Linked DNA regions of Mus musculus: regions 1, 2, 4, 5 and 6 are each linked to region 3. A link is a contact called in public ChIA-PET, Hi-C, HiChIP or PLAC-seq and promoter capture Hi-C data. All regions are on one chromosome and are shown on one strand. Each heading gives the region's core, a stretch centred on a gene start, on an enhancer-like site or on the middle of the called end of the contact. The rest is flanking DNA. Distances are from core to core; before and after follow the strand shown. Region 1 holds the start of Rae1 (ribonucleic acid export 1). Region 2 holds the start of Spo11 (SPO11 meiotic protein covalently bound to DSB). Region 3 holds the start of Pmepa1 (prostate transmembrane protein, androgen induced 1). Region 4 holds the start of Rab22a (RAB22A, member RAS oncogene family). Region 5 holds the start of Bmp7 (bone morphogenetic protein 7). Region 6 holds the start of Vapb (vesicle-associated membrane protein, associated protein B and C).

Region 1 (4,114 bases), core at 549-3,048, 280 kb after region 3:
AGGTGTTCCACAATTTCTCAGGGCTTTAAGAAAAGCAGTTCATGCCAGGCAGTGGTGGCACATGCCTTTAAATCCCAGCATTTGCGAGGCAGAGGCAGGCGGATCTCTGAGAGTTGAGGCCAACCTTGTCTACAGAGTGAGTTTCAAGAGAGCCAGGGCTACACAGAGACCCCGTCTCAAAACACCAAAAAAGAAAAGAACAATCCAAAGCAATCTACTTTGGCCCACTGAGTACTGAAGGTCTGGTGTGACGGTGTAGACTTGGAGCCATCGATAGTCAGCACTGCTTTCTTGAGCGTGGCAGTCTACCGGGCCCTACCGTCCCTCGCCATGCCTCATCTTCCGGCTGTCCTGAAACAACAGTGCACATTCTCCAGGCTCCTCTGTGGCTGGTGAGTTGGCTCAGGTAGTAAAGACACTTGGTGTGCAAGCCTGGAAACCCGAGTTCGACCCTCAGAACCAACAGAAAGGCAGGCGAGAACTCCAAAGTTGTCCTCTGCCCAGATGTGGACTGTGACACGCATGCATGGCCATACACACAACAGGCAGAGAAAGTTTAGGGTTAGTCAGGTGAGCTGGCACAGGTGATCTCTGCACTTGGGAGGCAGGGTCAGGAGGAGCAGGCCATCCCTGACTGTACAGAAATCTGAGGACAGCCTGGTCTACAAAAGAGCCCATTTAAAGAAAAGGATTTGCACGGTCTAACACTGAATGTAATTGACAACTGTGTCGTTGCCAAGGAAACCATCTGTGCACTGTGACTCCAGACTCCCATATGCTTTTGCCACATTTCAAGCTGTTACTAAAAAGCAAATTCTTAAAACCCAGACTTCCACCAAGTCAGCCACCTCTCCAAAAGCGAGGCTAAGGCCCGAGCAATCCACAGCCTAATGAGGGTCGCTTCCTTAAAATAACAAGGAAAGGGAAACTGCAAGGAACTGTGGGAGCGCATTTGACTCCTGCTGCCTTCGAGACAGCCACGATGTGTCAGAGCCACCATAAGGTGCACATTCACGTCTCAGAAGACGGCTCGGGAGACAACTCTCGGGGCTGAGGACTACAAGCCTGTCTGTACAGGGAGAGGGATGCACAGACACGCAGCCAGGGCTATGTTTCTCCGGAGCGTGAGTTAGTCTTGATTTTCACCGGAAAAACTAACTCCTCCATCCTGGAGTTAGGAAACGAAACGACCCCCAGTGTGTGCTGGGATCCGCACGCTCCTCTCCCGTGCAATTTACTTGAGGACTTAGTTTCAGATCACCATGCGCACGTGAGAAGAGCAAGGGCGTACCGGGTGCCCTGCAGCGGGGGTGAAGAGGCGGTCGGACCTCTGGCAGGCAGCGCAGCCATCTCTCCAGCTCCCGTAGCTCTCAGGGGCCTTTCTCCTGGCTGACTGGGTTAGCTCGGGCTGCTCCCAAGCGTCCGACCACGCCCGCCGGCTCGGCCGTGCCCCTCCCATCCGCGCACGCCGCGGTCCCCCACCGTCCCCTCACCCCCGTGGCCTGGGCGGTGTGCGCACGCGGAGAGGCCCGGCCTACCTAGCGGAGCGCACGGGGTCCGGCTGCAGAGAGGGGCTCGGTCTCCTCACGCGGGCCCGGGCTTCCCGGAGGGAGCGCGGCGGCCGCCTGAGGAACACGCACGCGGCGGGGCCCGAAGCCACGGACCTGCTCTGGCGCGGGGCAGAGGGGGCGCAGCCGGGAGACCCCAGACCGCCGAGTCGTCCGCCTCAAGCCGGTGGAAACTGCCCCGTTACCACAGAAGCACCGCGCACGCGCCACGAGCCACTTCCGGGACTGCCCGGAAAGCGTCAGAGCACGGCGTCCCGCCCCTCTCAAGGCGGGCGCACATGCGCAGAAGCCCTGCTGAGGGCGAGAGGAAGTGTTTATGCCAGCAGTTGTGCGTTTGTGGAAAGTCGGCCAGCGCAGTTGCCAGGCAACTAGTTGAGAGAGGGCGTTGTTTTCGCGTGTGTATCGTTATATTGATTGTTGTTTAAACGTCTAAAGATGATCGTGGAGCCGAAGAGATGGCTCAGCGGCCAAGAGCAGTGGCTTCTTGGGGAAGACCCAGATTCTATTCCCAACACCTACTGGACGGCTCACAGGTCCAAGAGAACCAACACCAGTTCTTGGAGAACTGACGCCCTCTTCTGGTCTCTGTGGTCATTGCACGCAGTGGTGCTTAAACTTCTTCAGGCAACATACTCATATACATGTAAAAACAAAAAACAAACAAACAAACAAACAAAAAAAGAGTTCCCCAGCTCAGATCTAGCACTGTCCTCTGAGAGGCTGCCTACTTGGAACATCCCGAGCGGTATGATAAGGGGAATGGTTCCTACTCCCTGAGATGTTTAAGATTTATTTCCGTGCATGGATGTTGTCCCTGTGTGTATGTATATGCACCACATGCTTGGGGAGGCATGAAAACTGTGTAGGAGCCCCTGGAACAGGAGTTACAGATAGTCGAACCATCATGTGGGTACTGGGAACCGAACCATGGCTCTCTTCAAGAGCAACAAGTACACTTAATTACTGAGCCCCATGTACTAATAGGTCAGTATTAAGCCTGTTTGAAACACAAAAGTCCTGCTCTATGAAACATTCCACATAGAGTGTTTAAGGTGTCAGATAAAATGACAACATAGTTAGCTAGATTCCAGAATGGGGGTTCCAATGAACCAATCAGGGAAAGCGGTTTTAGAGAGAGAGAAAGGACAAGTGTCAGTGAGGAAGAACAAAATGTGATTGGTCCCTACAAAATTAGTTTCCTTGTTGGGCAACTTGGCAGGCCTTCCAATCCCTGCACGCAGGAGGTAGAGGCAGGGGGTGGGGGGGGGCGTCTCTGTGAGTTCTAGGCCAATCAGAACTACACAGAAATGTTCTGTCTCCAAAACAATTTTTAAAAATGTAAGGCAGGAACAGGGTTACAGAACAATGGAATAAAAACTGGCCGCTGGTTACCTGTCTTAAGGGACCTCAGTACAACACAGAGGAAACAGGCCTGTCTAGGACACTTGGTGATCATCTACTTACTCCCATCCCCTGAGAAGTCAAATAACAAGGTTTAGTTAGCGTACATAGTGTTTGGTTTGTCGTCGTCGTGTTTATTCCTGTTGGGGCTCAGGGGAAGAGTTGGGTCCAGAGTAGAGGGCTCCTTTAGGTTGGTTTCACAGGGCATTGTTACTATGACCTTCCCAGGACCCGCCCAGACTGATTCCTCTGTCTCCCCAGCCTTGTGATCCCTGTCTAAAGAATTCATTAACTAGCCAGCACAGCACACCCTTAGTGAGGGCAGCTGACAGTGACCAAAGAGGCTTTACAGTAACGGCCACAACCATCAAGCAGCAAACAGCACAGTTCCCTTTAGGGCCATGGCCCTTGCAGCACTGCATTATAGTCCTGCGGGGTGTGCTGGATAGTTTTATGCCAACTTGACACAAGCTAAAGTCATCTGACAGGAGGGAACCTCAGTTAAGAAAATGCCTCCATAAGATTAGGCTGTGCGCAAGACAGTAAAGCAATTCCTTAATTAGTGATCAGTGGTGGAGGGCCCAACCCATGGTGGATGGGGCCATCCCTGGGTTCTATAAGAAAGCAGGCTGAGCAAGCCACAGAAAGCAAGCCAGTAAGCAGCATCCCACCATGGCCTCTGCATCAGCTCTTGCTCCAGGTTCCTGCCCTGACTTCCTTTGCTAATGACCTGTGATGTAGACGCCTAAGCAGAATAAACCCTTTCCTCCCCAGCGTGCTTTGCTTATGGTGTTAATCACGGCAGTGGCAACTGTAACTAAGACAGGTGGTGTTGCAGCCTATGCAGCCAGCTTCAGATAGTTATCAACCTCGCAGGCCACGGGGAGATCATGTCGGGCAGAAAGGTCATCTTTCCCCCCCAGCTTTAGCATTCGTTACCATCCACCCCCTCCATCCCCTTGTTTCACAGACTGCGGACTATGAACCGTGGGTCCTGCCCCAGTGTCCTCAGAGCCTGCCAGTTACTGAGAAAATACCGAGCGCGTGAGGCTGCTTATGTGTCCTGGGTCCTCATGACCTTCTCTCAAAGAGCTTTAGATCTGTGATGTGAAATGCAGACCCGATAGGTCTGGGGCAGGCTGGAG
Region 2 (4,514 bases), core at 612-3,111, 300 kb after region 3:
ACAAGGTCTCACAAGGTAGCAAAGGCTAACCTGGAACTCACCATGAAGTTCAGAATGGCCTCAAACCCACAATCCTCCCTTGCTTTCCTGGATGGTGGGATTGCAGATGTGGACCACCCCTCCTCGCTTCTGTTTGTCTCTTTAAGCCTTGCAAACACATGTCAGTAACCATCTCTCTTACCAAATTCTTACCTTGGCATGGATTCCAACAACTGTTCTCATAGCGCTTACTTACAAAAAATTAGATTTACCTGTAAATTCCTCTTTCAAAGAACCCTTTTGCATTAATGACGAGCTAATATAACTTACAAATACATTTTTTATTTGCTCACATTAACTTACTTCAATGTCGCTGAACTTCAATACAGACTTGGCTTGAAATACTACTGTAAAAATGTTTTAACTGAGGATGATGTAAGACTAGCTTTGAACTTCCTTCCCAAGAATTCAATGCAGAAACATTAACACACATATACGCTCCTGCAAGTGAGCAAGCGCGCTCGCTCTCACACACATACATACTTTCTTATAGCACATTGCCCTAAAATTGATATCATGACTAAAAATTAACCATCTTAAATTGTAATGATTCAAAAGGAAAAAAATTAATCACTACAAGAAAAGAAAAAAAAATGAATTTTGTACTAAATAGTTCACTTGGCCACAAAAAAATCATGCCTCTTTACCACAAAATATCAAGACTGAACCCAGCTTTCTCCAGCTGGCTGTTAATTTCACAAACCATCAGTTTAAAAAAAATATATATCTCAATCATTTTAAGCAACATTGGCACATTGCCTAAGGAGGAAAGCCAAGCTAAACAAAGAAGATGGGCAAAATGTTGAGTTTTAACAACCACACAATTCTCAACGTTTCTACTGTGTGTATGTGGGGGGGGGGATAGATCAGAAAATGGATTTTAAAACATTTACTATTTTCTAACACAATTTTTTTCAAAGTTTGGAATAGGCTGAGACAAATACTGAAGGTCAAGATATAGTCAGGTGAACCGTAGGAGAGTCTCTGTAGTTGGTTGTGAAGAAATTACTTACAATATGTTCATCTGTTCCCTTCAGGTTAAAAAAAAAAAAGTCTTATTATAAATTACTTAAAATGTGATGATGTCCTTGTTAGTTCTGAGAAATTAATTAGTGGTAGTTCAGAGAGTAAACGCTTTTCACTTTCTCTTTCCTCTTCTATCCCTCACTCCCAAACCTATTTTACACACACACACACACACACACACACACACACACAATTTTTTTTCAACATGGGGTTTCTCTGTCTAACAGCCCTGGCTATTCTGGAACTACTGATTTCAAACTCAGAAACCTGCCTGCCTCAGCCTCCCGGTGCTGAAATTAAAGCCCAGCTTTCATTTAAAACAAAAACAAAAACAAACAAAACAAAACAAGACAAAGCCCCATAAATCCAAAGCAAGTCTCAAGCTCTCTGACTATAAAGGACACTGATAAACCTAGGAACTAAGCCAGAGCGGGGCGCCTGGAACATTCTAGAAAACATCTGGTGTGTACAGGGTCCCGGTCACCACCAGGGAGCACTAGGGAGCACCGACTTCGGGGCTCGGACGTGGCCTCCGACGCTCTCCCCACGGAGGCCACCTCGGCGCCACGAGGAACCTTCCCGGGCTTTCCATGGCCCTGCCGAGCTGCTGTACCTAGAGGCCACGCGGGTGGCCCCGGCAGGGGTCTCCCCTGCGCCTCTCTTCACCATGGCCAACAGGGAAGCCCTGTGCCGATCCAGGGCGTCGAAGAACGAGGCCTCGGGCCCCATAGGCGCGAACGCCATAATGGCGGATGCGGAGCCGCTCTGAGGCCTCCTGCCCCTGCGAACCTTTCCGCGCTCTAGCCACGCGCATGCGCACTGCACCACTGACCGCGGGACAGCCCGCGGAGCAGAGTGCGCAGGCGCAGGGGCCTCTGAGGCGCCCCCCCAACACACACACACACACACACACACACACACACACACACACACACACACACACACACACACTACCCTTCAGGGAGGACATGAAGCTCTCAGATGCAGATCTCTGGGGTCGAGGTTTTCTTGGTCTGATAACTTAGGGGAAATAATACTTGCAAAGCTCTTTTGGGGGGTCATTTGGGGAGGTAATAATTACAACTTTTCACTAGGACGGTCATGGACCTGGGGATAGGTATGGGAGAAGGGAAACATTTCTGCCTGGTTTGGCTTCCTGCCTCTGTACCAGGTCCTCTCCACCTGCCTCCTCCTGTGTGCCGGGATTAAAGGCTTTTTACTGTCCAAAACATGTTTGGGATTTGCTTTTATTAAGAAGATTGTCGTTGGGGAAAGCTCGGCGTTAAGAATTTTAATGCACTTGTAGAGAGCCTAGGTTCATTCATTTCTTAGGACCCCCGCCAGGCAACTCATATCTGCCTAAAACTACACTTCCATGGGACCTCATGCCCTCTGGCCTCTGTGGGTTCCTGCATGCATGTGGTACTCACACATAAAAATATTTTTTTAAAAAAAGTGAATTTTTAAAAATATATAAAAAGTTGTTGCTTATCTGAAAATAGTATTTCCATCCTAAGCCTTAATAGCGTGAATATCACTTCCTCTCCTTGCAGACCTACGGTAAGACATGTCTCGCTTTATTCTCTCTGAGCCTTCTAGAGCAGAAGGTGGGATTTCTGAAGTCCTAGAGGAGCCTTGACTCTTAGAACCGTATCCTTAACAAAGAGAGACTGGGATGAGGTAAAAAACTGACTGGACCAAAGTGGCTTGAATCAAGGTGTATGAGAGATGCTGGGACTGATCCCGTGAGAGCCACCTGACCACAGGCCCCAGTTGATAGTTTTTATTTCTAATAGTCTAGTGGCAGAAATAACAGCCTCCTCTCTGCATGCCCATGCTGAGGCATCCCTTCCCTCTGAGGGACCAGCCACACTTCCCTATACTATTCTGTAGTATAGAATAGAGTTTATTTAGGGCATGGATGGGGAAGGGAGTTGAGAGAAAGGGGGGGTGGGGATAGAGGAGTAGAGGCTGGCTATGAGCACATGGGGGGGAGGAAGGGGGGAGGGAAATGGGGAAAGAGGGGGAAGAGGGGAAGAGAGCAAGGACAGGAGAGCAAGAGAGAGAGAGAGAGAGAGAGGAGGGGGCAAGCAACCCCTTTTATAATGAGTCAGGCCCAGCTGGCTATTGCCAAGTAACTATGGAGTGGAGCCTAGGCTAAAAGCCAACACTGCGTGTGTGTGTGTGTGTGTGTGTGTGTGTGTGTGTGTGTGTGTGTGTGTGTGTGAGACCTGTGTGAAGAGCCTTTCTTTATCATTATCACACTCCTTCCTGTTGCCTCTCATGTGCTATGCAGTGCTGGTTACCAGAGGGATGAGGGAGCTAGGTCTCTGTCCTCAGGAAGCCCTCAGCCCAAGGAGATGCAGCAACTGAACACAAACGGGCGAACCTCAGGTAAGTGTACCAGGAGATAGGTACACTTGAAATGAGTAGGGAAAACTCACCCTCATTTTCTGGATGGAGAGTCTGGGCTCAGAAAGGTTGAGAGCTGCATGCGAGGCTGAGCATGCGAGCCGGTTCTCCAAGAGGGAGGCTTTGATGCCAGGTTCATGTCAGATCCTGGGGAACCCAGGGGCCTCCAGGGGTCTGGCTCAGGGTGGGCTGGCATTTTGCAGGGTTCTTCCTGGCGGAACTAGCCCTTTGTCCTGAGTGGTGGCCTTTTTGTTTGTTTGGTTGGTTGGTTTGGTTTTGGTTTTAGTTTTCCTCCGGAGGACAGCCACACAACAGGCAAGCTTCAGAAGGACTTGAAGAGGGAGGGCAAGGTGACATCACAGCTTTCTTCTGAGTTTCACACACGGCTCCCCTTTTATGTCCCTTGGAGACAGACCTGAATCGCAGGTCTACAGACTCCACCAGAGGCCTCTCTCCTCCTCTGGGACTTTTGAAAAGTTCTGAGGTGGCTGGAGGGCTAGGGAGGAGCCTGCAGATGAACAAAGATGCCTAAACCTGCAGATCCTTTGAGAGAGACTCAGGGTTTGGGTGCCTGGCGGGGGTTCCCACCTCCGTGACAAAGGTGGGGGGAGGGAGCGTTCTGCCAGCAGCTGCATCTGCCTCTGCCCTGCAGGCATCCTGCCTCGTTCTGTTCCGAGAGGAGTAGAGGAGCAAGGAAGCATTGCTGTGCTGTGTGAGCATTGCGGTGTGCCCGCAGCAGCTGTTTACAGCACCTGCACTTCAAAGGCAGCTCCAGCCCCACGATGGGAGACAGGACCAGAAAAACACAGTGGGCTCCAAGCAAGCCTCAGCCAGCACTGCTGGCGAAGAGAAGCTGTCTGGCTTCCCCGGCTGAGACCTTTTCATCCCCTGGCCCTCTGAGCATTTCCCTAGACTTTGTCAGGATGAAGGTCTTAGTTTCTTTTTCTGTTGCTACAATGAAAACACCTCCACAAAAGCAACTTGAGGGAGAAAGGGCTTGTTTTATCTGGCAGGAAGTAGCTGGTCGTGGGTCACCC
Region 3 (4,508 bases), core at 551-3,050:
AGCATCCCGCCAACCCCTTCCCAGAACTGAACAGTCCTGATGCAGCTGAGCCTTCCTTTCCTTTGCCAAGATCCATTTAAAACTAGCCAATCTTGAAAGACTGTGAGGCTGGGGCCCCGCACTCGTGGGGAAGAGACACAGTTGCCACCTGCGTTAGAACAAGAACAAATGAATCCCCTGCCCTGTCCTGGCTTTAAGACTGAGCTTATAGCTGGAGCAATGGCTCAACCCTTAACAGTACTTTACTGTTCTTCCAGAGGACCTGGGTTCAGTTTCCAGCACCCTCACGGTGGCTCACAACCATCTGTAACTCCAGTTCCCAGAGGATCGATCAATGGCCTTCTGGCCTTTGACATAAAGGACACACACGTCGCATAGACACGCACAGGCAAAGCATTCATACATATATAAAAAAATAAATATTAAAAACAAAAAGCAAGATTGAGCTGCTATTTCAAACAAATGGACTAAGCACCTTGGAACCTCCCTCTGGGAGGACACTGGGCTCCGCGGTGGCTCCTCCAGGAAGGTCACGGAAGGTTAGGCAGAGGAACCCACTTCCTGGGCTGCTCTGAAAACTATTCTCTCAGCTTCACCTATTCACCAGTCTATTAAAAATAAATAACAAAAACCTGTGAAAGCTTTCCCCTTCTTTAATGACAAGGGACACAGCCCCTTAAAGTCCTTGGATCCCTCGTGGGCAGGGACAGGTACTCCATCAGGCTGTGCAGAACTTAGGCTCCGTCTTCCTGAGCCTTCACCGCTGTGCTTAGCTGAACCGAACACTTTCTCTGGCTGTAAAATGAAGCCAAATAATAATTTGTCTCCCCAAGTTGCTATGGGAGACATTACTATCTGGTGTGCTTCTGGCACACAGTAGGCACGCCAGGCGACTGAAAGTTTAGGAATGGGTCAAGGAGGCGTACTTCATATTTGAGGCTGGCTTTGCGCTAGGGATGGGAGGCCTCTTATGTAACAGTTTAATATCTTTGAAGCCAGAGCACGGGTTCCCATAGCTCTCCAGTAATTAATTAAAACTTAATGAACAAAAAGCACCCTCCCTTGACCCCCTTTTACACTCTGAGCCACACAACCCAGTCGGTGGCCCTTGGGGCGGCAGATAGAGGGTGAGGGTGTGTAACTGCTTGGGTGTCCCATAATAGTAACACACACACACACACACACACACACACACACTCTCACCCCCAGTCCCGGGCACTAATTTACAAGGCAAGGACCAGGGGGCGCTTCTCGGGGCGTGTCTACAGAAATTCCAGTCTATCCAAAAGGCCCAGTTAAAGAGCCGCGCGGGGTTGGGGGTTGCGGAGGGGCTCAGACTAATTCTCAGTCTCCTGAGAAATACAGCTATGGATGGGTCTTTACTCCAGACCCTCCATGCTCTGATCTCCATGCATTAAACTCTTCCAAGGCGCCCCAGAAACCTTATAGTCTTCGGGTGCCCCCAAAAGCCTGGGTGGAGGGCCCCAGGGGCAGGAGTTGGAGAGGAGAACACCTTAACTTTTCGTCTTGATTCTTGTTCTGTGTTGTGACCGCCGCAGGCACGGGGGCTCCCGCGGACCGGGCCTGCGGAGTCTCGAGGGCGCTGGGTCTACGCAGCGCCGGCGACCGGTCTACATGGACGCTAGGCTCGGGCCCTTTAAGAGCCCGCCCCGCGAGCGACGGGCCCGCCCCCCGGGCCGAGGAGGGTGCGGGGGCCGTCGGCGGGGATTGGCGCAGCGCGCGCCCCCTCCGCGGCCCCCGCGCGGTGGGAACCGGCAGCCCCGTCTAGCGCTGACGTCAGACCGTCTGCCTGCCTCCGACCGCGGGCGCGCGGCGCAACCCGATCTCCTTGGACTTGAATGAGGAGCGGGCGGCGGCGCTCAGCTGCGGATCGGCCGGCGCGCAGGCTGAGCCCGGCGGCCCCGTGCCCCGGCCGCCCGCCCGTGCCCCGCACGCCGCCCGCGGCCACGGCCCGCCGCCCCGGGGCTCCCGCTCGGCGGCCGGGGGACCCAGCTCGCCTCGGGGACCTCGGCGGCGCCCCGAGCCCGCGCCGCGCTGCTCGCTGTATGCGGGGCCCGAGCCCCGCGCGCCGGCCGGAGCCGCCCCCGCGCCCCGCGCCTCGCGCCCCGCGCCGCCCGTGACCGCTTGATGGGGGTCAACGGCACCGCCGCCGCCGCCGCCGGGCAGCCCAATGTCTCCTGCGCGTGCAACTGCCAGCGCTCTTTGTTCCCCAGCATGGAGATCAGTGAGTGTGCCCTGTTCCCCCCGGGACAGCCCCGTGGGATCCCCGGCCCGGGACATCGGGATCGCGTGGGGACTCGGGGGCCGCGCGCCTGCCTCGCCCAGGCTCCCCGGTTGCGCTCGCCGCGCCCGGGGCGCGCCCTCCCGGAGGCTCGCGGCAGCTGGCGGCCGGCCCGGCTTTGTCCCGCGGCGCTGCGAGCCTGGCACGGTCCCCGCCGCGCGCGCCCCGCCCGGCCCGACTCGGACCCGGGGCTCGGCGGGGACGTCGCGCCTCTTGGGAGGGCCAGGGGAGCCGGGTCGGGGAAGTTTCCATTCCGTTTTCCCTAGGGGCCGCGGCGATGGAGCAATTAGGCTCTTTATCAACTTTGGGCGGGGGAGCGGGCGGGGGAGACACTGTCTGGCCCGGGAGGTGTCTGGGGCTCCTGGCGTGTGTCTGGAGTGGCCATGGCGATGCGTCCCGGGTTTCCGTGCGTATGTAGAGTGCGCTAGTCTGTCTGTCTGAGTCTCCGCGCGTCTTTTGGTGTCTGTGGTTCAGAGTCGCGGTCTGTGCCGGCCGAGTGCGTGTCCGAGTGTTCCTGCATCTCAGTGTGACTGATTTGCTGTGTGCTCGTGGCGGGGGTTGGGGATATGATCTGGATCCAGCCAGATTTAAGGACCGTTTGTGTTCAGGTGTCTGAATCCAGGGCTCAGCGCTGGCGCGTCTAGCCCACCGCGGATCCCCAGTGTGTGTCATTGTGAATGTCTGTCCCGGACTCCTATAAATAGCCTCTGTCTGGACTGCTTGGCTCACTCTGGCTGGGACGGTGGTTACAAATGAGTCAAAGTTTTGGGGCTGTTTGTGTTGAGACCTCCTTGGAGGTGGTAGACTCAGGGTGGTGAGTGCCCCGTTTGAACCCCATCCTGCACCTCCAGAAGTTGAGATCAGCGAACATCTACTTCCTTGTGTGGCCCACCCAGGTGGCTGTTGGGTTGGGTGGAGAATTGAAACCTCATTCCCTACCATCTGCCTCTAATCTGCGCTCCTCCCCTAACCCACATTTTTGGGGAGGAGGGGGTACCTTTTGCCTTTCTGTTTAGTTTCTCTATCTTACCCCAAAGCACTTAGGGCAAAAGGGTACACAGCCTCCCCCTAACCCAGACAGCGGTCCTCTGTGGAGCCCAGGGGCAACTGCCACAGACCTGGGCAGTCGCTAGGTGACTCATAAGCTGCTTTCTGCAGGCAGCTGCCACAGTTTGCACCCCCGCCCCAGCACCCCGCATGTACAGTAAAGCATCAAGGGTAAAAAATAGCCCACGACCGGGCCCCACCTGAGCAGAGGAAGTAGGTTTGGGTGGTGGGGCCCTTGTGCCGAATTTGACTCACTGTCTCCCAGTCTGGAATTGAAATTGAAAGCCTTGGCGTCACTGAATCCCACTTCTCCCCAGCTGCCTTGCTGCCTGCCCCAAGACAGGAGATGTCAAGAAAACCTGCCAGGAGCCAGTGCCATCAGTCTGTGATCTTTCCTTGGCACCAAACCCTAAGGCTTCCCAGGAGCCCCTGTGCGACGATCAGAGAGGTTCAGGGAATTTACCATCTAGAGGATGTTAGTTTTCTGCACGTGTCTGGGGAGAGGCTGACCCTGCTCTGTGGATTCCTCTCTTCTCTCTCCTGGAAATGCCCTAGGAAACCTCCCGTGGAGGTTCACTTTGTATGACAAAGACCAGTTGGACATTCTGGTCTTGTCTTTTCTCTGAAAAAACAACAAAAGACTTCAATCTTAATTTTGTCCCTTCGTTGAATCAGCTCTAGTACCAGCAAGATGCTGTCAAGTCTGACAGCCTGAGTTCCATCCCTGGAACTCATTCGGAGAAGTAGAGAACAGACTGGTAATTGGCCCTAATGATATCTTGGTTGAAACCAAGATGGCTTGAAGCTCTTGGTGGTAACCGGTATTTGCCCCCATCAACATTGGAATAAGAGGCTCGCCCAGGCTTGGTGCCTGGAAATACCCTGTCACCACCCGTTAGTCCAGGATTGTCCCCACTTTGTGTATGCACAGTCTACTTACTAAAAGAGAGAGTGAAACAGGGAGGGGCTCACTTTAATAATGTAACAGTGTATTGCTAGTGTTCCCTGAAAGTCTGAGTGAAGGAAGCCTTAGGTTGGTGTTTCCTGGAATTTCTTTGTTTCAAAATGTAGGAAGGGGGGTGGGAAGAAAGACCTCAGGCTGTTTTACCTATAGGGAACTCCTGTTAGTACCCGCAGGGGCACTCTCCCTGGGGCTTCT
Region 4 (4,425 bases), core at 472-2,971, 380 kb before region 3:
ACTTTCCACGAACTCTGGGATAGACGTATACAGTAAATAAACTTGTTCTCTTACCCTATGGTTGGATTGATATTCGGATCAAAACTGTCTTCCACAAACCGCCACACGATGCTCGATTTACCCACACCCGTATCCTGAAAGAGAGTAAGATGGGGCACTGAGGAAAAACTAACCTATTTGTAGACACCCAAGACTACTTTGTAGCCTAAAGTGGAGGACTGCAGAAAAAGCATTTCCATCTGCAGATGGAGAGACACAACAGGCTTCTGTAATAAGTCAGTGAAGTAACTATATTACGGGGCCAGAGCGCATGCTTTTCATTCCAGTACCTGGGAGACAGAAGCAGGCAGATTTCTTAGCCTAAGAACTGAGCACAGTGCCAGTCATGGCCAACTAGTGAGAAACCATCTTGAAAGTACTGGGGAAGGATTCTGCAGTTCTTAAGTGACACTAGGACCTCCGGAAAGACCTACGACGGCCTAGTGCTACAGGACTGCGATCTTAGCAAATCTGGGAGGCAGAGGCAGGAGGGTTCCAAGTTCAAGGCCTGCTGAGGCTGAGATTTCAAGGCTATCCTGGGCAACTTCTGGAGATCCTGCTAAAAAAATAGAAGCAAGCAAACTGGGGACACACAACTCAGTGGCGGGACTTGCCTAGGATGTACAAGGTTTAGGTTTAGTCTCTAAGACTGAACTCCTGCTCCCTCCCAAAGTAAAAAGGCCTCTTCAATGCCTGTCCTGTGTGAAAGGTGACTGGACTCACTGGCCTTTTAACATATACCAGTAAAACTATGCGCTCCCAAGTTGCGGAGTAATCGGGATGAACCCTAGCCCCACCCTGCTAAGGGGCAAAAACCATGTAGTTATTGGAATTTTTTTTTTTTCAGTCATTAAAACAGAAACTCAGGAAGGAGATCATTAGAAGGCTCTGAAAAGGCCAAACTACTGTGAGAGGACCGGAAGCTGAACCTTCAAAGTCCTGGTAACTCCTCCCTGTTCTAGTGAAGAGTGAACTTTAATGGAAAGTAACTCTTGCAGAAGTGTCAAAGACGTCCCAAAAGTTCAAAACCATCCCACATTGCTGAAAGGAGGCCAAGTGTGCGCATAAAACCCAAAGCCCTGCTGGGGAGGGTTAACTTTCAGAAACTTGTCTAACTTTAAAGGTGTCCCTCGCAAAGTTGGAAGGAAACTACCTGTGGGCTACTTCACTGTGGGATGGAAAGAGGGCGTCGCTCCGGGGCGCCGGGGGCCACCCTGACACCTGGGGGCCTTGGGTGGGGCACAGCCTGCTGGTCCCGCCGCCCTAAGGGGTCTGTGGGGGGCTGCGTCCCGCGCTGAGCGTAAAGGGGTGCAAGGGGCCCTGGAGTGCCGGGGCCCGCCCGCCCGGCCTCCGCGACCCTCCGGACCCCGCCCGCTGCAACTTACCCCGAGCAGGCACACTTTAAGTTCCCTCAGCGCCATGGCCCGGGAACCAGGGGTGCGGGCCCGCCGCCGCCCTAAGTTGAGGAGGGAGAGGCCCGGCCCAGCACCAGCATCCCCCGGCGCCGCCGCCTCACCGCCAAGTCCCGGCCGAGCACTCCGGGCGGCCGTGCGTCCGCCGCCGCCCTCCGGTCCGGCCGACCCCGTCACTTGTCCGGCGGAGTCACCTCAACAGCCGGGACACCGCCTTGGCCTCCCGGGCGCTACCGCCGCCGCCATCTTGGGACGCCAGCTGGGTCACCTGACCTCCCCGCCCACTTCGGCAGCCACCTTCTCCGCGAGGGCGGGGCGGCCGGCTCGCAGCTCACAGGCGGGTGGGCGGAGCACCAATGGGCGGAGCCTCAGCGTCGCCCCACCCTCCAGCTCCGCCTCAGCCCCATCTTCTCTAAGGAGTGGGCGGGGCGGGATGGGGCGTAATCTTGAAGCTACCACGCCTCTAGCTCCACCTTCCACCCGTCCCAAGATGGCGGCGGGTGAGTGAGGCCAGGCTGGTGGGCGGAGCGCGAGGGATGGGCGTGGCCTCTGGGCTCGCCCCCGCCTCCAGCCCCGCCCTCTGGCACATCCTAAGATGGCGGGTGAGTGGGGTCTAGGCTCAGGGGTCTCCGACGGCTCCCCTTCCCCTCCCCGAGAGCCCCCCTCACCCCACCTCCGCACGAGCCCGGGACTCGCCGCCCGCGCAGCCCCGTGTAGCTCCTTGTGTGTCTTTTGATTTTTTTTCAGAGATCCCTCTGTACTTTGTGGACTTGCAGGATGACTTAGAGGACTGTAAGTAACAGTTGGGGCGCCCCGCCCCTCCTTGGGTCCCTCCCAGAGGACTGTGGGGTGCACTTAGACGGGACAGGAGCCTCAGGTCGAGCCTATCTCGAGCCCGCTTCTTCTCAGGTGCCCTTCCCTCCTGGGCTAGGACTTGGGTCTGTTGGAAACTTTGTCTTCCTGTCACTTTCTCCTCTGGCTGCGCTAGGAGCTGTGAGAGGGAAAGCCAATCCCAACCTGGGAGGAACCTCCTTGGGTTCCTAGTTAGGGCTTGGGAGTGACGCCCTACTTGTGGGCCTGGCCAGCTCCATGTCTTCATGGAGCCCACTGCTTTCCATGTTTTGAGTGGGTCTCTTCCACTTGACCCTTCTCAGCCTCCACTTCTTCTCTGGAATTATTTTAAGAGACAGTAGCTGAGAGAGATGCCACCTTCGAAGTGCAAGTTCCAATTTGTGGCTAATGGACAAACGAAGCTTTGGCTTGTCTATCCAATATAGTTTTTCAGCGCCTACCTCTACTTGCTCGGGCCATTTGTTGGGCTTATGAATTTACAAAGATGAACTAGATCTCCCTCACAAGCCAGAGGGGAGCAGGAAAAAAAAAAAAAAAAAACCCAGGGAGGCTTGCTGGTGGTTGAGGTCAAATCACCTCAGATGACACAAATCACCACAGTCAACTGGGGCTTCCTGAGTCCCAGCCCTAGGAGTTACTTCTGTCCCCTTCCCTTCCCTACCTGAAACTCCCTGACAGGAGTTGATGTTGACTGAGAATGTTTGGTAGACCATTGCAGTGTTGAGCACATTTGATCCCTGAGTGTGTGTGTGTGTGAGTGTGTGTGTGTCAACTCTATTAGTGTAGCATGACACTTGGAGAGAAAAGAAAAGTGAGTGGTGAAGAGGCCTGGCCCTTGAGTCAGCCCTCAGGTGCAGTCCTGGATCACTCCAGTTGCAGTGGGATCTGGGGCAGGTCACCATACCGCTTAGAGCCTCATTGGTCGTTTCCTCTGCAAAACCACCAGAGTAGCATCCTACCTCCTAAGTCTTATGGATTCGAGGCCGGCCTGGTCTGCAGAGTGAGTTCCAGGCTGGGCCAGGGCTGCATAATGAGGGATTTTGTAAAGATTAAACCATCAAAGAAGGTGACATGAGTCCTTGTGCATAGTAAACACTCAGTAAATGTTGGCTGCTACCCTGGGAAGTGTGTGGGATTAGCCTGTCTTCTAGAGAAGGCTGAGAATTGGAGCGGTCAGTGTCTCTCATCTGGTGTGCCATGGATGTTAAAGAAGACAACAAGTTGGTTCCTTTTGACTCTGTTCTCTGTTTTACTGTGCACACTGCCTTACAAATGCTCTTCGCCCAGTAGCTGGGGCGGGCCTGCACTTGAGGTGGTATCTTATCTATCCTCTCCTTGGGCAGTTTGTCTAAGCCTTTGGGTTCTCAACCTTCCTAGTGCTGTGACTCTTTAGTACAGTTCCCCCTGTTGTGAAGGCCTCCATCCATAAAATGAGTTTTGTTGCTACTTCATAGCTGTGTTTCTGCTACTGTTGTGAATCGTCATGTGAATATCCGGTATGGAGGTTTTCTGACAAGCGACCTTGGGAAAGGGTCGTTTGACCCACAAAGGGGTTATGACCCACTCCACTCGCTGAGAGCTGCTGAAAAGGGCTTGCTGCTTCTTGGTGTAGGTCAGGTTCCTGTGGGCATGATGCAGGTTATCCTTTTTAAAACGACAAGTCCTGAATGGCCTAGGTAAAAATTAATATTGTTAGAGTTACATTACTGATAACAGTAATGGATCCTGAGGCTTGTCTGATTTACTTCAAGATTCTTGATTAAGTTTGGCTAATCTCGAGACGAAGGCATGATGAGGGGGGTGCCTTGCTTCCAAATCATTCAGGGTCTCCAGGCCAAAGCAGCACAGAAAAGATGGCATTTTCTGGGACTGGCTTGTTGAAGTGATCTGAATTCTCTTGAGAATGTCCATAGGGGACATCTCTTTCTCTAGTTTTCAAGTGGAGTTGCGCAGTGGGGGAGCAGGGCACTTCAGAGTCTGCCTGAGGGTTTCCAATGTTGGGGTTTGCTTGTAGTGTGGAGAGGCTGACTGTTGATAAGATCTGTTCATCCAGTTAGCATTTAAATGTATTTAAATGTATACCAGGGATGAATGAATGGGAAATGAGAGGGCTCTGTGGCAC
Region 5 (4,443 bases), core at 1,396-3,895, 340 kb after region 3:
CTCTGTGTGTGTGTGTGTGTGTGTGTGTGTGTGCACTCACGCCGCGAGTGTACGTGTGCTTCTGTGGTGGGAAGAAGGTCCCCACGGAGAGCCTCTTTCTGGCAGGCCTTCATCTGGTAGAGGAGCCCAGAGGAACCCCTGACAAATGAGTGTTTCCCATATGCAAACTGACCTGCTCTTCCCTTTCGAAGCCCCCCACTTGCTCCCTGTTGGCTAGGGAGATGCTCCCAAAGATGGAGGGTGGATTTGAACTAAGGCTTCTGTGGGCAGTACACCTTAGCCTGATGTCAGCCTAGACTTTAGGAGGAAGTGCCTGTAGAGGCTTTAGCAGAGGCCTCTCTCGGGCAGGGCTGGGGCTGGCTTAGCTCTTGACACTGCTCTGTGGACAAATGCGGTTTGGCTGGGCTCTTCTTGATAGTTTTTTTTTTTTTTCCAGGAAAAGCTTTCCTTCTGAAGCTGTCTGTCCCACCTGTCATTTCATCTGTGTGGCCCAGTCTCTCTGTGGAGACTCAGTGGCCCACGGCTTTGTTTCATGGACAGAGGACAAGGTGGTTCTCCTGTCATGGCTGCCGTCCATGCATAGGTCACACATCCCTCCTCTACCCAAGGCTAGCCAGGTGCCCTATCTCTCCCTTCTTCGGTGCCTCCTCCGACTGGGCTCTGACGCTTCTCAGAGAGAAGCAAAGGGAAAGACTGCTTGCTACCCTTCTGTTCCGGACCTTACTGAAGGTCCTTAGTGTTTCCAGGGGCCCAAGAACCAGGTAGCCGTGGAGGTTGCCATGCTTGCCTGCCCACTCACCCAACGTTCTCCTGCCTGGCCTGTGTGTGGCACCCATGCAGGCCACAGAAGGCCACACACAGCCTTCAGGATGAGGGCAGGGCCCCTTTGTTTATTCAATATCAAGAACTGTAACATGGTCACCGGAGGTCATGTCTCCAGCTCGCAGCCTGCTTGGCCTCAGATCACCCACCACAGCAGGTCCAGGGAGGGGCCTCTCAGGTCTGCACTGGCCAGGGACTCAGTACTGGTGGCATCCAAGGCCTGGGCTAAGACCTGCATGTCTCTTTTAGCCCCTCAGACAGTCACATCACCTAAAATTCCTACCAAGGAGCCCTGAGAGACCTAGGTAGTTATCTCTGTTCCAGGAAGCCTGAAAGACCAGGCTTCCCATCTCACCCTAGGACTTCAAGAGGGACCCCCTACTCAAGGCCCTTCCCCAGCCCCTACTTGCCATTTTACCACCCCTGAAACGCTTGGCTTGTCGCCCACCTTCAGCAAAGCAGGAAGCCTGGCTCACCATCCCCACTCACTCACTGCCATTCTGGGTGAAGGCTGCTTTGCTCCCATTTTTCAGATTAGGAAACGGAGGCTCCAAAGAGCAGCAATCCACTGAGAGACCCAGTATCTGTCTGGGACGTTTCCTCCTGGGAGGAGAGGGAGGCTAGTCCTTTGAGACAGGAAAATGCAGTCGGGAGCTCTTCTGAACTTGGGTACCAACTGCCTACTCCTCAGGCCCTACCTGGGGCTAGGGGTGGGGTTGTTAGACAGTGAGGTACCAAAGGACTCATGTCAGGACCCCGCCCCCCCAAGAGAGGAGGGGGGTGGGAACATTCTCTAGTCCCAGATTTCACTTATGTACTCTGTAGAGCTGCAGCATCTGGGGTTTGAAGGCTTTGGGTTAAAAGATACTTGGGAAGGAAAAGCCGAGAAGTACCTGGGCCCGGATCCCTTGGGTGCTGGACTTGAGGGGAGGTGTGTGTGTGTGTGTGTGTGTGTGCGCGTGTGTGTGTGTGTGTGTGTGTGTATGTGTGTGTGTGTTGGGGGAGTGAAGTGTAGAAAGAACTTTATCTCCACATTATCTCTGCCAGTCCTGGAAGGTTCCCAGAGGAAGTGGCACCCGAGGGGGGAGGGGCAGGGAGAGAACGTTCCCCGAGGAACAAAAGCCAGGATAGCAGAGGGGCAAGCGGTGGGGGTACCGAGGGGGTTTTGCATGACTGGAGCAAATGGAGTGTTGGGGGGGGGGCGGTTCGAAAGATGAGCCAGGTCCAAGAGTGGCCACCTCCGAGGAGCCTTCTCGGATTCCTGCGCTCCCTCCCGGATGCTTTCCTAGCACAGCCCTTAGTTGCTACACTTTGGCCACTTCCAAGTGCGAGTCCCGAGAGAGCTGGGCAGATTGGGATTCTTCTCTCTGGGTCCCTGCGGCGTCTGTCCCAGTGCCGGACACCCGGTGGGCACTCGGTAAATATTTGTAGAGCGCCCTGGGAGGAATGAATGAAGCCATTGGGCCAGGCTTGGGGAGGGCGGGGACAGGCGCAGGTGGGAGGCAGCGGGAGCGGGAGGGGCGGGGAAGTCAGTCCTCCCGCTCCTCCCCCGCTCCCCGGCCCCAGCGCGCCCAACTCCGGGGCTCCCGAGGCGGCGGGCGGGCGATCCGGGCGCGCAGGGCCCTTGTATTGGGCACGCGGGAGATCGGAAAGGGGTTTGTTGCTGGTGCCCGCGGGCCCGAGCGCGATCAGAGCGGGAGGAGGGAGCTAGGGTTCGCTCAGCGCCCAGCTGCCTCTCCGGCACTCGCTCTCCGGACTTGTAGGTCTGCAAGCTGCTGCTCCTCCCACCCCGGCCCGCCTCCTCGCTCTCTTGCTCGCTCTCTGGAGTTGCTGTGCTAGCCTTGCCGTGCGTCCTGGCGAGTGCGGGCCGAGGGGCCCCGGGCCAGAACTGAGTAAAGGACAGGGGCGTCCCGGGCAAAGCGCAGCCGGCCGGGGAGTGGCCATGTGTGGCGAGGCCGCCTTGAAGCTCGCCTGCAGCAAGTGACCTCGGGTCGTGGACCGCTGCCCTGCCCCCTCCGCTGCCACCTGGGGCGGCGCGGGCCCGGTGCCCCGGATCGCGCGTAGAGCCGGCGCGATGCACGTGCGCTCGCTGCGCGCTGCGGCGCCACACAGCTTCGTGGCGCTCTGGGCGCCTCTGTTCTTGCTGCGCTCCGCCCTGGCCGATTTCAGCCTGGACAACGAGGTGCACTCCAGCTTCATCCACCGGCGCCTCCGCAGCCAGGAGCGGCGGGAGATGCAGCGGGAGATCCTGTCCATCTTAGGGTTGCCCCATCGCCCGCGCCCGCACCTCCAGGGAAAGCATAATTCGGCGCCCATGTTCATGTTGGACCTGTACAACGCCATGGCGGTGGAGGAGAGCGGGCCGGACGGACAGGGCTTCTCCTACCCCTACAAGGCCGTCTTCAGTACCCAGGGCCCCCCTTTAGCCAGCCTGCAGGACAGCCACTTCCTCACTGACGCCGACATGGTCATGAGCTTCGTCAACCTAGGTGAGTGGCGGTGGGAGGGGATATATTTCAGACTGGGGCCACTTTGGGACTGGGAGAGGGTCTCTGCTTACAGCCACTGTGGTCCACCTTTCCATTTGCAAAGCATCAGTGCCCGCCAGAGACTCTTCGCCCCGGGGTCTTAGTAGACTTTAAGCTCTGTGCGTCTCGGATAAGTCTTGCTGGCTCGGAGGGTTTGTCCGGGCTATCCGGAGGGTGCACCCCCAGCCCTGAGTCTCTGTCTGCTCCGCCGCGGGTTCATCTCACTCAGGGGCGGGAGGTCCCGGCTCGGCAGCGGCTTAGTTCAAAGCGCCCGGCTGGGTCATGTGAGCTGAACCGGCTTCAGCGGCCCGCGCTACCTGGATTTAAAGGGCCCTTGTGGGCAAAGCTGCCTTCCCGCCTTTCCTCTGCCCCTCTGAGGCCAGCTTGGTTCTGACATCCCGCGCATCCCCTTTTCTTCCCCTCTCTGACCCTACCTGTCCCATTGCGGAGCGCTGGTTTCGGCGTGCGCTCGGAGTGCCGCGGGGCTCCTCGCCTAGCCGCCAGTCGCCCACCTTTGGACTCTCGGCTGGAGCCGGGGAAAGAACGTTGCCATTGCGAGTTTTCTATTTTAAATGTTTAATGATAGGTCCCGGGCGGGCAGAATCCATTTTCAGCGTTTATCACGTGTGGCGCGCAAACCACGGGTTTTGGCGATTGGGTGGCTGGGGACCTCGGAACAGAGGCCGCCATGGAATGGCTGGGGAACCCGTTTCCCTGCTGGAGTTCCAGCCAACCCAGTGAGTGATGCGAGGCTGGGTTGCGGCTGGTCTGAGACAGCTCCCCCTGCAGCTGTGCGCGCACACGTATTCAACTTGCTCAAACTAACCCCCAGCCGTGCGCTGTGGGGCAGATCATCAAATATTTGGCTTTGGTGATAACAAGTCCTGATAGTGCCGTTTCCTGTGTCGCTTTTATTCTGCTTGTGGAAGTTGCTGAGAAAACCCCAGGTCAAGACACCAAACGCACCATGGGCTCCCGCCGTGTCAACTTGGAAATAATGAAGCTTGAAGACCACCCCTCCCTCGCTGGGCACCCGGGGCTCGGAAGGGATCTCCGTGAAGACAGGGTCCCAGTTAATCCTCTCAGCTCTAGA
Region 6 (4,163 bases), core at 782-3,281, 460 kb before region 3:
ACCTGCCTCTGCCTACCATGTGCTGGGATTAAAGGCATGCACCACCACCGCCCGGCTCTACTTGACCTTTCTGAACATCGCAGCTGACATGCCCCAGACTCACGTCATCCTACAGGTGCACAGTGCCCATTTGATAACAATACAATATTCAAATATGTGCTGAGACAGTAACACCAGCCCTGGGGAAGCAAAATCAGGAGGGTTGTCTCAAGACTGAGGTCAGCCTGAACTGACCTCAGCACACGAGAACCCACATATCTCTAAAAGAGAACACCAGCGTGTGACAGATCAGGAAACAAAAGCACTGTTGCGCAAGACGGGAGATCTGAGTTCCACCCCCAAGGGTGGAAGGACAGAAATGATTCCTACAAGTTGTCTTCTGGGTACCACACACTCACTGTGGCACACATACTGCCATTCGCAACACATAAACGCAAAATAAATAAAGACACCAGCCAAAGAGTTTATGCACATGAGCACCCCACCACAGAGATGGACGCCTTGCACTCGTGACAGGGTGCAAACACACAAAATACACAGAGCTACAGTTATAACCAGGCGGCGATTCACTGCTGTGCAGTCAGGCACGGGATCACGCACCACTGTAACCTGAAAAAGACTCAGCATTCGAAATTCCAAATAGTCACTACCAAACGGACACCACTTCCTTGTCGCTAACAAGTGGGATCCCGATAAGTGGGGGAACCTCTGGTGACGAGGGTCCACATTTAAGTCGATGCTTCTATTGAAATTTTTTTGTGTATGTGTCTGTGTGTTTGTTCACAAGTGTGCCAGGCTGCACCTGTTGGGGTCAGCGGACAATGTGCACAAGTCGGTTCTCTCCTTTGACCATGTGGGACTCAGGGATTGAACTAAAGTCCTCAGCCTTGACAGCAAGCTCTTTATCCGGTGAACCATCTCCACAGCCCTGTGTTAGGCTGCCTAAGGTTTTTGTTTTCAGGTTGACTGGACGGCCTCTGCTTCCTTGTAAGAGTCACACTGCACACTCTGAACCTGGAAGGCAAGGTGAACAGCCACAGATCTGAAGCATTTCCCAAGAGTCTGTGGGTACAGTGGCTAAGTATCTGAACGTCTGAAATCAGAACTCAAATGCGACAACTAGATAAGAGCTGTGATCCTACGTTACTTCCCAGCGGTGGAGAAACGGGTGACTCTCGGCCACCCAAAATCGTGTGTGCCAGCTGTGGGCTACACGTGGGCAATACACAGAGGATCATATCAGCCAACCTCAAGTACACCTTCATAGAGTCCAGTTTCTTCCTCTTCCTCCTAGTGCTTACCACTGTATTCTGCCATCTTGCTTACTGGTTGTTGAACTTTATAGGCCTCCTGTGCCCAATCTCATGACTCAAACATGCAACGAAGCAAGGAACAGGCTGGGCATGGACCCTGTTGCCTCGTGGCCCTTAAAATTAGTGAATGGAAACATTCATGTGTACATACACACACACTTGTGTGTGTGTATGTACATATATGTACGCACATGTATGTATACACACTATCTATAACATGCGTATACCATGCATATATATTTGTCTACGTGCACCTTTTTAATCACCTGGGCATGCACCTTTACACACAGATGTATACAGAAAGTGTACTACACAGAAAGTGTGCACGGGCTTCGTGGGCTGTAACCCCGGCAGCTCGCTGCCTCGGGGGAGCTGATGGAAGGGTACTCAGGCAAACCGTTTCCATGCACTGACTCCACATGCATGCATTAGACGCCTGGTGCATGCGGGCCTCAAGCGGACAGTGTCCTGCCCTCAGGGCGCGTCCCTTCCGGCACCGGCCGCTGAGTGACAGCTCCCGGGCCGGCCGGCCGCTTACCTCGGAACTTGAGCTCGTGTTGTGGCTCGAGGCTCAGGACCTGTTCCACCTTCGCCATGGTCCTCCCCGTCGGGGGCGACGGCGCGGGCGGGGGGCGGCGGCCTGGGTGGCGGGGCGCAGGGGCGGAGGGCGAGGCCGCGGTGCCGGGCGAGCTCACGGCACGCACGACGTACCCACGCACGCCCCGACGCACGCACGTACGCACGTACGTAGCAGATGCCGGGCTCCGGCAGTGGCCAGCGGCTCCAGCGACAAAAGGGAGACTGCGCATGCGCAGGGTGTTCAGGGCCACTGCGCAGGCACAGACCGGGCGGTAGAGGGCGGAGCTTCCGAGACAGGGGGCGTGGCCTCTCGAGGCTTGGGAGGAGGGGCGGTCTCCAGTGAGACTGTTCAGTAAGCGCCTGCGGGGAGAACTGTTGTTAAGTGCTTTACTTAATAATAATAATTAACAAGAATAAACTTCCACTTTCTTCCCGCACGTGTGGTGCCAGGCTCTACTGAGCCTGAATATAATAAAGTACTTATTATTCTTACAAACACAATGTTTACGGGTTAGTGATATGTGCCAGGCCTTGTGACAGTTCATAAATAACAATTATAAATATAATAAACTGGCAATTATTGTTTGCTTATTTCGTGCCACTCCGCTGAATGCTTTCAGTAACTGTCATAAATAAAAGCTATTCTGCATTCAGTGTTTACCAAACCGCAAAGCGCTGCACTGAACCATTTGCTGATAGCATTACTTGTTTATGCAAGAAATATTTAGAAATACAATAACCAGAAAACGACCTGCTTCACACCGTGCTAGGACCTCACTGAGAGAATAAATTAGTTACACACATAAATCACATGACTAAAAGTAACTGAGAGCCTAGCTCTGTCTGATACCCAAAATAAGCCCTGTATGTTCCCATTGGCACGTGACTAGTATTTCATTGTGTAACGTATACTATGTAAAATAGACCTTCATAGCCTCCTCATCAAACATTCGTGTGAAGAGTACACATGACTCTATATGGCAGGAATATCCATGTTGTTCATGTACTTCCCATGTTCTATACACCTGAAGTTATTTTCATAATAAAAGTTTCCAAGGGGTAGTCTTTGTCTTTTAGCTTGTGCATCTAATCCATTTATACTTATTGTATTTGTTGGTGTACCTGGGTTTATTTCTGCTGCTTTACGTTGGTTTTCCCATTAGATGTACTGTTTCTTTTGGCCTCTCATTTCTTGCTCTTCAGGATTGTTTTCCTCTCCATCTGTTCTTTCCTTGTGTTCTGCTACTACTGCTTCATGTGTACTGAATCTATGAAAGTCTAGCTTTTATGACATTTTGTTCTGCTTTCTTGAGATTTTAGGGCTTCAGTTCATCATAGTCACCCACTGCTCCATTATACGCCTTGTGCTTTTAAAGGAAACTCAGGTTTCCCTCAGTCTAGTTTTGTTTTGTTTTGTTTTGTTTTTGGTTTTGGTTTTTTGGTTTTTTGAGACAGGGTTTCTCTGTGTAGCCCTGACTGTCCTGGAACTCACTCTGTAGACCAGGCTGGCTTCGAACTCAGAAATCTGCCTGCCTCTGCCTCCCGAGTGCTGGGATTAAAGGCGTGCGCCCACTCTGCTCTGTGTTTTGCCACACTGTCTCTGCGTTTGTTGTACTTTGAACTCTTTGGGCTTTCTAAATTTGCTGATTGAGAATCTTTCATCAAGCTCAAAGCTTTTCAGTCAATATTTTTCTTACTTTTATTCTTTCCGTTGTTGCTTGTTTGCTTTGTTTTTGAGACAGGATCTCTTATATTCCAATCTGACCTTGAGGTCACTCTGTAGCCGAGGATAGCCTTCATTCTCCTGCCTCCACCTCTCCAATGAGGAATTTCAGGTGTTAGCTTTCATACCCAGTGCATGCAGGGCTGAAGTTGGTCCAAGGCTGCATGATAACCAAGCACTACCAGCTGAGCTGTCAACTTAGTCTCTAATTCTATTTTGTCTTTGAAGTAGGGGCTCACTATGTAGCACTGGCTAGCTGGAACTCACGATATAGAGACCAGGGTGGCCTCAAGTCACTCTGTTGTTGTTGTTGTAAATTACACCTAACAATGGCCATTTTCAAGACTGTGGCCCAGTAACACCATTTTCCTGTTGCCTGCAACCAACTCACTCACCCATCCCAAAGGTTCACCTTGCAAAGCCCAAACTCCACATCTCTTAAATGATAATTTGCATTTCTCTCCAGAGCCCATCCTTGGCGTTCATCATTCTGTTTTCTGTCTCCGGATTTGAGTGCTCTAGGCACCTGACAGAAGACGGGTCACTTA

Evidence for each region. Promoter capture Hi-C pulls out the DNA fragments that hold promoters and counts their contacts. A called contact is a pair of places that touch in the nucleus more often than the background predicts. ChIA-PET counts read pairs in DNA pulled down with a chosen protein or histone mark. HiChIP or PLAC-seq counts read pairs in DNA pulled down with a chosen protein or histone mark. Capture Hi-C pulls out chosen DNA fragments and counts their contacts.
Region 1: a contact with region 3 is called in a promoter capture Hi-C map of liver. The contact joins the promoter of Rae1 here to the promoter of Pmepa1 in region 3. A contact is called at or near these places in 3 of 484 Hi-C or Micro-C datasets (the AML12 cell line, the HL-1 cell line and pancreatic cancer cells), 1 of 115 datasets of contacts at active chromatin or transcription factors (memory CD8 T cells) and 1 of 9 other capture datasets (liver).
Region 2: a contact with region 3 is called in an RNA polymerase II ChIA-PET map of memory CD8 T cells, with 14 read pairs. The contact joins the promoter of Spo11 here to the promoter of Pmepa1 in region 3. A contact is called at or near these places in 1 of 39 promoter capture datasets (liver) and 2 of 115 datasets of contacts at active chromatin or transcription factors (memory CD8 T cells and pancreatic cancer cells).
Region 4: a contact with region 3 is called in a Hi-C map of regulatory T cells, with 5 times the contacts expected there. The contact joins the promoter of Rab22a here to the promoter of Pmepa1 in region 3. A contact is called at or near these places in 1 of 39 promoter capture datasets (pre-B cells), 1 of 484 Hi-C or Micro-C datasets (regulatory T cells), 2 of 115 datasets of contacts at active chromatin or transcription factors (memory CD8 T cells and pancreatic cancer cells) and 2 of 9 other capture datasets (adipose tissue and liver).
Region 5: a contact with region 3 is called in a promoter capture Hi-C map of embryonic stem cells. The contact joins the promoter of Bmp7 here to the promoter of Pmepa1 in region 3. A contact is called at or near these places in 3 of 39 promoter capture datasets (embryonic stem cells, hippocampal neurons and liver), 3 of 484 Hi-C or Micro-C datasets (embryonic stem cells and palatal mesenchyme) and 1 of 115 datasets of contacts at active chromatin or transcription factors (embryonic stem cells).
Region 6: a contact with region 3 is called in a FOXA1 HiChIP or PLAC-seq map of pancreatic cancer cells. The contact joins the promoter of Vapb here to the promoter of Pmepa1 in region 3. A contact is called at or near these places in 1 of 39 promoter capture datasets (liver) and 1 of 115 datasets of contacts at active chromatin or transcription factors (pancreatic cancer cells).

Annotation. Positions count from the first base shown.
Region 1 is chr2:172,997,801-173,001,914 of GRCm38.p6, reverse strand. It overlaps Rae1 (ribonucleic acid export 1), which reads right to left and starts at 1,798. Exons shown (of 12, transcript NM_175112.5): 1 at 1,539-1,798.
Region 2 is chr2:172,977,189-172,981,702 of GRCm38.p6, reverse strand. Spo11 (SPO11 meiotic protein covalently bound to DSB) reads right to left here and starts at 1,861. Exons shown (of 13, transcript NM_012046.2): 1 at 1,679-1,861. The coding sequence starts at 1,809. Gm52538 (a long non-coding RNA gene) reads left to right here and starts at 2,583. Exons shown (of 3, transcript XR_003953974.1): 1 at 2,583-2,625; 2 at 3,362-3,459.
Region 3 is chr2:173,273,825-173,278,332 of GRCm38.p6, reverse strand. Pmepa1 (prostate transmembrane protein, androgen induced 1) reads left to right here and starts at 1,800. Exons shown (of 4, transcript NM_022995.3): 1 at 1,800-2,245. The coding sequence starts at 2,149.
Region 4 is chr2:173,657,141-173,661,565 of GRCm38.p6, reverse strand. Rab22a (RAB22A, member RAS oncogene family) reads right to left here and starts at 1,721. Exons shown (of 7, transcript NM_024436.3): 1 at 1,425-1,721; 2 at 55-134. The coding sequence starts at 1,460. It also overlaps the pseudogene Ppp4r1l-ps.
Region 5 is chr2:172,938,523-172,942,965 of GRCm38.p6, reverse strand. Bmp7 (bone morphogenetic protein 7) reads left to right here and starts at 2,645. Exons shown (of 7, transcript NM_007557.3): 1 at 2,645-3,311. The coding sequence starts at 2,897. It overlaps Gm40010 (a long non-coding RNA gene), which reads left to right and starts at 3,321. Exons shown (of 3, transcript XR_867069.2): 1 at 3,321-4,443.
Region 6 is chr2:173,735,439-173,739,601 of GRCm38.p6, reverse strand. Vapb (vesicle-associated membrane protein, associated protein B and C) reads right to left here and starts at 2,031. Exons shown (of 6, transcript NM_019806.5): 1 at 1,852-2,031. The coding sequence starts at 1,909.